Linked DNA regions of Zea mays: region 1 is linked to region 2. The links are chromatin contacts, called in public Hi-C maps. All regions are on one chromosome and are shown on one strand. The core of a region is the stretch at or near the end of the contact, and the rest is flanking DNA. Distances in the headings are between cores, read along the strand shown.

Region 1 (3,477 bases), core at 133-2,632, 150 kb after region 2:
CCGGATCCATGGCGCGCCCAGTGATGGTGTATCAGATCAACCTGAAGCTGAGTATATTTGTTGCGGTCTTTCAGTTGGTTGTACCTTTGATTGACGAAGTCGTTGCGCTCTTCCATTGAACCTTGAGTTGTGTCTGCCAGCACTCCGATGTTTTCAAAGGTTGTGTTCAAAGACAATGGACCTTCGTCTTCTACTATCATGTTGTGCAATATTATGCATGTTTTCATGATGTCCCCAATGTGTTCAGGACTCCAACCGTATGCAGGTCCACGGACCACACCCCATCTCTTCTGGAGTACACCGAAAGCTCGTTCTATATCTTTTCGAGCAGACTCTTGAATTGTTGCAAAGTGTTGGGTTCTAACGTCGTAGGGGTTACGGATTGTCTTCACAAATGCGGGCCAGTCTGGGTAAATCCCGTCTGCTAGGTAATATCCCATATTGTACGTGTGCCCATTCACAGTGAATGAAACGGGTGGTGTGTCACCGCTAAGATGCCTTTCGAAAAGGTTTGAACGATGAAGAACATTTATGTCGTTGCAACTACCTGGCAGACCAAAATATGCATGCCATATCCACAGGTCATACGACGCAACAGCTTCCAAGATCATGGTAGGATGTTTACCACGCCCTGTAAACATCCCCTTCCATGAACTTGGGCAGTTACGCCACTCCCAATGCATGCAATCAACACTACCAAGCATACCAGGAAACCCACGTGACTCGCCAACTTGGAGAAGGCGTGCGATGTCTTCTGCATTTGGTGCACGAAGATAGTACAGAGCAAACGCGGTTTGGACGGCCGTGCAAAAGTGTTTCAATGCCTCATGAGCAGTAGATTCGCCAATACGCACGTATTCGTCAACGGCATCAGCTGGAATACCGTAAGCAAGGATTCGAACAGCAGCAACAACTTTCTGTAGAGCAGAAAGACCCATATCACCCGCACAATTTGGACGTTGAATAAAATAAGGATCCACTTGTTGCACAGCATCAACAAGGCGCTCAAAGACATGGCGACGCATGCGGAACCTACCATAGAATTCATGTGTCATAATAGGGGTCGTAGAGTTTTGTACATGGTAAAAAGAATGTGTTAATTGTAAATACCTCCTACGAAATTGAGCATCCGTGTACACGGGGTTGGCTCCAAAGTAGTCCGCTCGGATTCTTGCATCGCCGCTCATGTGATCACGATGAATCCTAACACGCCCTGGAATCGAACCACCATGACGACGCTCATTGCGTGCACGTCGCCTCCTATTGACCATGTGCCTCGCCAACTGCAACTCTTCTTCTTCCTCTTCCATTTCTTCCATCAAGCGCACAAGAAAATTGTTTTCTAAGTAGGGATTCATGGTAGTCGAGTTTGTAAAGGCAAGGTTGAGTGAAGTATGGAAGGGTCACTTGGTATTTATAGAGGAAGTACGCTTCGGATAGAAGACAAGCGCTTGTCGTGCAAGGGAAGCAAGGCTATGGCTTCTCGAAGAAGAGTACTGGCTTACGGTGCAAGATTGTCCATTTTAAAACTTATTTTGGCAACAATATTATAGTATGTGGCGCGTTACCCACAACAATTACACAACAACAAAACAATCAATGTAATTATTATTGATATTTCGAATTTATTGCTTTAAAAATTAATAAATACAATTTTTTCGGATCATTTGTATAGTGTCAAATGATAACAAAACAAAGAAAAATGAAAAAGAAATGGAAAATGTGAATCTGTTAACACTGTAGCTTTAGGGGATGGAATTTAGAGGACGCTGCTGGAGACGGAGAATATATAGAGGACAGAATCTTTTAGAGTGTTCTGTAAAGGACAGAGAATATTCCTTTAGGGGACGAAATTTAGGGGACGCTGCTGGAGACAGCCTAACACTGTGGCTATAGGGGACCGAATTTAGAGGACGTTGCTGGAGACTGAGAATATATAGAGGATAGAATCTTTTAAAGTGTGCTGTAAAGGACAGAGAATATTCCTTTAGGGGATGAAATTTAGGGGACGCTGCTGGAGATAGCCTAAAGAGCGTAGAAAACTGTTTGAAACTCTATATTTAGAGTACACCAGCCTAAGACCCTGTTTGTTTCGGATTATAATCTCTTTAGATTATATAATCCAGCGCAAATAATCCAATAGGTAAACAAACATATAGATTATGAGTTCAGATTATATAATCTAAAGCCCAGATTATGATAATCTCATAATCTCCTAAGAGTAGCTTATTTGAGATTATTTTGGCAAAAAACCCACTACCTATGGTTATGTAAATAGAAATTACAATATATGCCATACTTCTTTTCTCACCTCAAATAAACAAACAAGGGTATTACTGTCTAAACAAACAGGCCTAAATTTGTTCTTGCACGTTTGGACGATTGTAGGCCCCACCTGGGAGCCCACGCCTTGGTCAGCAGTGGCTCCACGCGTCTCCGACCGGCTGCCCCCCACTCCCCCACTTCGACCCGGGGGCGCCCTCTCTCTGTCTCCGGAACCCTTCCAGCCTTCTCGCTCCTGGAACCCAGACCTCAACCCTTCCGTCCCCGACCATCGACCCCCGAAGGACCTGGCGGTGTCCAGATTTCCAGAAGCATCCCCCATCCAGCCCCCGGCGATCGTGCGGAACCTGGCGGCTGGGGACGCGGGAGAAGCGGCGAGGGCTAGCTGGAGATGGACACGGCGGAGAAGATGCGGTGGCCCTTTTCGGACGGCAGCGTCACCGATCTCCTGGACGCCCGCAGCCTCCACGGCTCCCCCGTAAGGCCCCGTGGAGCAGCAAACCCCTGGGATTTCTCCTAGCGCTTTAGGCGGCATTTATGCTTTGCTTTGGATCGAATTGGTCGATTCGTAAGGGTTCGTGTCGGCGAATCGATGATTCAAAGTGATTGGCGGGGGCGGTTTTGGATGAGTTAGTGGGTGCTGGGTTGCATTTCCGGATCGTTACTTTTGATTAGGTTGAAACTCAGAAGGGTTTGTGGACATGGAGGAACCAGCTGTTGTTCGATGCGCAGCCTGATACCAGTAATTGGATTAGAATAGCGGTTTGCTATATACCGTATCTGTCTTTAGAAATTAATTAATATCGGGCCACTTCTGAAATGGTGCAGTATCAAGTTGACTTCAGAATTCTTGCTCTTTATGTGGTGCAAACCTGAAACAACCTGCTGAATGTTCAAGGTGAAAGTGAAACAATACAAAAGAACACATATTGATCTATTCTTGGTGGTGGTGAGGTCTTTAGGTAATGGTGAAATGATATGGCCTTTTGTACTATATGTGTGTGTGTGTAAATGGAGAAATGGATTAATTGAGTGATGTTATTTCTCACAAAAATGTACTTAATGTTTTGTGTGCAGAGTGTGCATACAGCATACTGGTCCTTACCACCTAATATGTGGCATGCTCTTCGCAGTAGCTCTTTTCTTCTCAACTTACATATGTATGGTGACTTATGGACCAGTTATAAATACATG
Region 2 (3,795 bases), core at 833-3,332:
AAAGAAAAAATCAGATAAGATGCAGAAACCATGGCATGGTATTGATGGTGACTTTGGCTCATGTTATTCACATGGTGTAGATCACCATGCCAATTTTGATGGCTCTGATGATTCTTCCACAAGAAAAAGGAGTAGACATGAGAATCCTCTTATTGATGATAAAATGCTTAAGCATTCGAAGGACACTAATGCTAATATAAATTCCATGAATTTAACCAAAAGTTCCAGAGAAATTGTTGTGCCTGATGAGGTAACTGCTTTTCCTGAATCTAATGAAAGTAATGGTGAGCCATCAAATTCACAAAGAGATAATGTTGAGAAATCACCTTATGGTAAAAAAAAGCTCCAGAGAGAGCTTTCTGATCTTGAGTTGGGTGAACTTCGCGAGACTTCTTTGGAAAATGATGATGGAAGGATAAGGAAGCAATTTGAGAGAAATAGTTCCTCCAAGTCGCTTGATGCTAAACTAACTGGTGTAAATAACTTCTACCCCAGTATAAATGACAGGAAGACTCCTGTAACCGTCTTTCATGATAAGAGGAAACCTTCACCTCAAGAATATGGAAATAGAGGCCATGTAAACCAGGAAGGGTTTCAGAGGAAGGCAGCAGTGTACGCGTTTGATGATAATAGGCCTCAACAAAGAGAGAATTTTCCAGAGAGCCTGCATTTGCCAAAGATTGATAATTCAGATTCTGAGAACATAATGTATCCAGATAGGTCAGGAGAAAAAACAAGCAAAAGGGAAACTAGGATGGCACATAGTGGAATGCTAGAGTATGCTGATATGCAGAAGAAGAAAGCAACCTCAAGGCTTCCACAGAACGGTACTAATAATGTCATAGTGTCTCGAATGCAGAAATCAATATCCACATCAGATAATGAGGAAAGAAGTAGAAACAACTCTTTGATTGAGACAAAGACAGGTAGAAAGAGAAGAGACAGTTCTTCAGATGATGATAATTTATTTTTCTCCAAGTATGATAAAGATGCACCAGAACTCAAAGGTCCAATAAAAGATTTCTCACAGTAAGTTCCAGTATCCTTCACAATGTCAGTTATGTCTCCTTGAAGTACTTTTGTTTAGTGCATTTTGACTTTCTTCTACTTTTGTTGCTATAAGCATGCTGATAGATTGACTTATCCTTTTCTCGACTTATTTGATATGATCTTGGATATTCCTACAGATATTTAATTAGTAAGCTGTGTGGTATTTATTAGACTAGATATGCTTCTGTTTTCTTTTGGGTTATTTCATAGTCCAGCTTACCTTCTAGACATTTCTACTGGTACAAATCTGAGAATGATTGGATTATATCAGCAGGCCTGGACCGGCAATATATAAATTTACAATGCCTCTGACCTCCCCCCTTACTGTTTACACTTCGACCAGTGTCCCAATGGTATAGGATCTTTATTTTGCCTGTGTTGCCTAAAATAGTTGGTCTACCATATCTTTCGGTCGAACAAGGTGCTTGATGAGTGGAAGTATATTGGCACCAATCTGTAGAAATAAGGGAGATATTCAAAGTTATACCAATTACCAAGGAGTTAAGTTGATGAGCCCATAGTTATTAAGGCGACAAGCGCGAGCGACCCCCCTTTCACCTTTTGAGCGGAAAGGCGTAAGGCGATGCCTTACTCATATATAAAGATAGGAAAATATAGAGTTAAAGCGAGGTGTTTATATAAATTTATATATATATATATATATATATATATATATATATATATATATATATATATATATATATTATATTTGCACACAAAATTAGGTCCTAAAACACTACAATAGGTCTCTAACGTACAAAACTCAAAGAATCCAATATTTCGTTTTGAAAGGTGAAAAGTGGAAAAGAAAGGGAAAAAAAAGAATGGTATGGACTTTTATTTGGTGGTCCATCTAGAAGCCCATTAACTCAGCACAAACCCAGGTTCTACCATAGCCACACCCAAACCCTAACTTTGTCACTGCTCCACAGCCGCCACTAATTCACTGCTCTAGCAACTCCCCATCCCGCCGCGCTCCTGCGACCTCGCCGTCGTGCACCAGCAGCTCTCCACCGCGCGCGCTCCTGTGACCTCGCCACCGCGCGCGCTCCTGCAACTATTACATCCGCCGCCGCCGCGCCGCGTGTGCTCTCGCGACTGCGACCTTCGTCGCCGGCCGCGTGCCTGCGACCTTCGCCACCGCGCCTACGACCTCTGCTGCTGTGCCTTACGTCCGCGGGCAAGGCGAGCAGGATGTCTTGCCGTCTACGCGCGCCTTAGCGCTTTAGCGTCGCTTAAGCGACGCCTTGATAAGCATGGATGAGCCACACTATGAAGCTACGTGAGAGAGCTATTGAGTATCGTTTGAGAGGAATGACGAGTAGGGATGAAAACGATAAAAAACAGTTGGAAATGATGTCATCTACTCCCTCCAACATCACAATTCTGGTCGTCCTACACATGTAGCCAATTTCAAAATTGAAGTCGTTCTAGAGTTTTTTGCTCTACACTGGACCAAATAGCCACGCGCGGCCATGCTTAAACCAAACCTGAGGCAAGAAGAAATGATTTTGTGGGGCTTTGAACCCGCGACCTGAGCCTTCAACACAACAAGGACAACCAAGTAGATAGGCATGCGGTTTTGACTGAACTGGACTCGACGTCTATTTAATAGGGGCATATACAGAAATTTACATGCAATTATTTATTCCTTGGTATCACAAATAGTGTCCTAAACGACCTTAATTTTGAGTATGGAGGGTGTATACAAAAACAATTGTCGGTCGATCAGAAATTTACACATTTTTTCATAATTAATCTACTTATTGCAACTACAATACAATGATAGATATTTGAAATTCAAATTTTAAATACGGTAATTTTCAGAAATGGTATTATATTTACGGAAATGATACAGTTACGAGGCCTCGGTTGCATGATTTTCAGTTATGATTTTCATCCCTAATGACGAGGATATCTATGAAGTTTGAACCAATTTGGTTTCATGTTTAGACGGTCTGCCATGGAAGCCATTTTCTTAATAAGACAAGTGATGTAGTAGTATAGGGAGCAGAAGATGGACCTACACATGGTTTCCATCGACTTGGAGAAGACTTGTGACAAAATATCGAAAAATGTTATATGGTGAACTTTGGATAAACATAAAGGTCCAACAAAGTACGTTTAACTCATTAAGGACATGTACAAAGGACAACATCAAGGGTTAGCTTTGAGCCCTTACCTTTTTGCCGTGGTGATGGATGAGATCACAAGGGACATACGAGGGGATATCTTTTGGTGTATGCCTTTTTTGACAAAGTAGTGCTAGTTGATGAAAGATGAGGAAGACTAAATATGAAATTAGAGTTGTGGCAGGAAACTCTAGAGTCCAAAGGTTTTAGACTCAGTAGAATTAAAATCGAATACATGTGATATGACTTCGACACTACTACACATGGGGAAGGAGATGTTAGTTTGGAATGGGAAGTAGTGCTTAGGAAGGATACCTTTCGGTATTTAGGATCAATGCTATATAGAGGTGGAGATATTGATGAAGATGTTAGCCATAGAATCAAAACAAGGTGGAGGAAGTGGCACCAAGCATATGGCGGTCTATGTGACAAGAGGATACTGTGAGAAAGTGGACTAGGGAAAGTGGTGAATGATTATTGAGAGCAAGGCTCGAGTACATATAGGCAAGGATGGAATAGGAACAGTCCAATCAGGGAGATCCTTGCCTAATACAATCAACTAACCATACAGGGAGGAGGCGTTCAAGGCAACAAGCCTGTGCTGCCATCTATT

What was found. Hi-C and Micro-C count contacts between places; a contact is called where the count stands out from the background.
Region 1: a Hi-C map of endosperm shows a contact between it and region 2, with 2.2 times the contacts expected there. The contact joins the promoter of LOC103631823 here to the enhancer-like site in region 2. A contact is called at or near these places in 5 of 25 Hi-C or Micro-C datasets (endosperm, leaf, tassel and 1 more).

The regions. Positions count from the first base shown.
Region 1 is chr1:18,633,256-18,636,732 of Zm-B73-REFERENCE-NAM-5.0, forward strand. LOC103631823 (protein ALP1-like) reads right to left here and starts at 1,383. Exons shown (of 2, transcript XM_008653575.4): 1 at 1,111-1,383; 2 at 1-1,032. The coding sequence starts at 1,358. It overlaps LOC103631824 (DDB1- and CUL4-associated factor 8), which reads left to right and starts at 2,398. Exons shown (of 20, transcript XM_020545330.3): 1 at 2,398-2,761. The coding sequence starts at 2,675.
Region 2 is chr1:18,478,864-18,482,658 of Zm-B73-REFERENCE-NAM-5.0, forward strand. LOC103631822 (serine-aspartate repeat-containing protein F) reads left to right here. Exons shown (of 13, transcript XM_008653565.4): 8 at 1-1,029. Among protein-coding and RNA genes, the nearest start is that of LOC103631822, 7.5 kb to the left of the region's middle. Within about 2 kb of position 2,083, at least 1 of the 20 cell types and tissues checked has an H3K27ac peak or open chromatin away from gene starts, as enhancers often do. A contact at or near this core is called in endosperm, where this site is marked.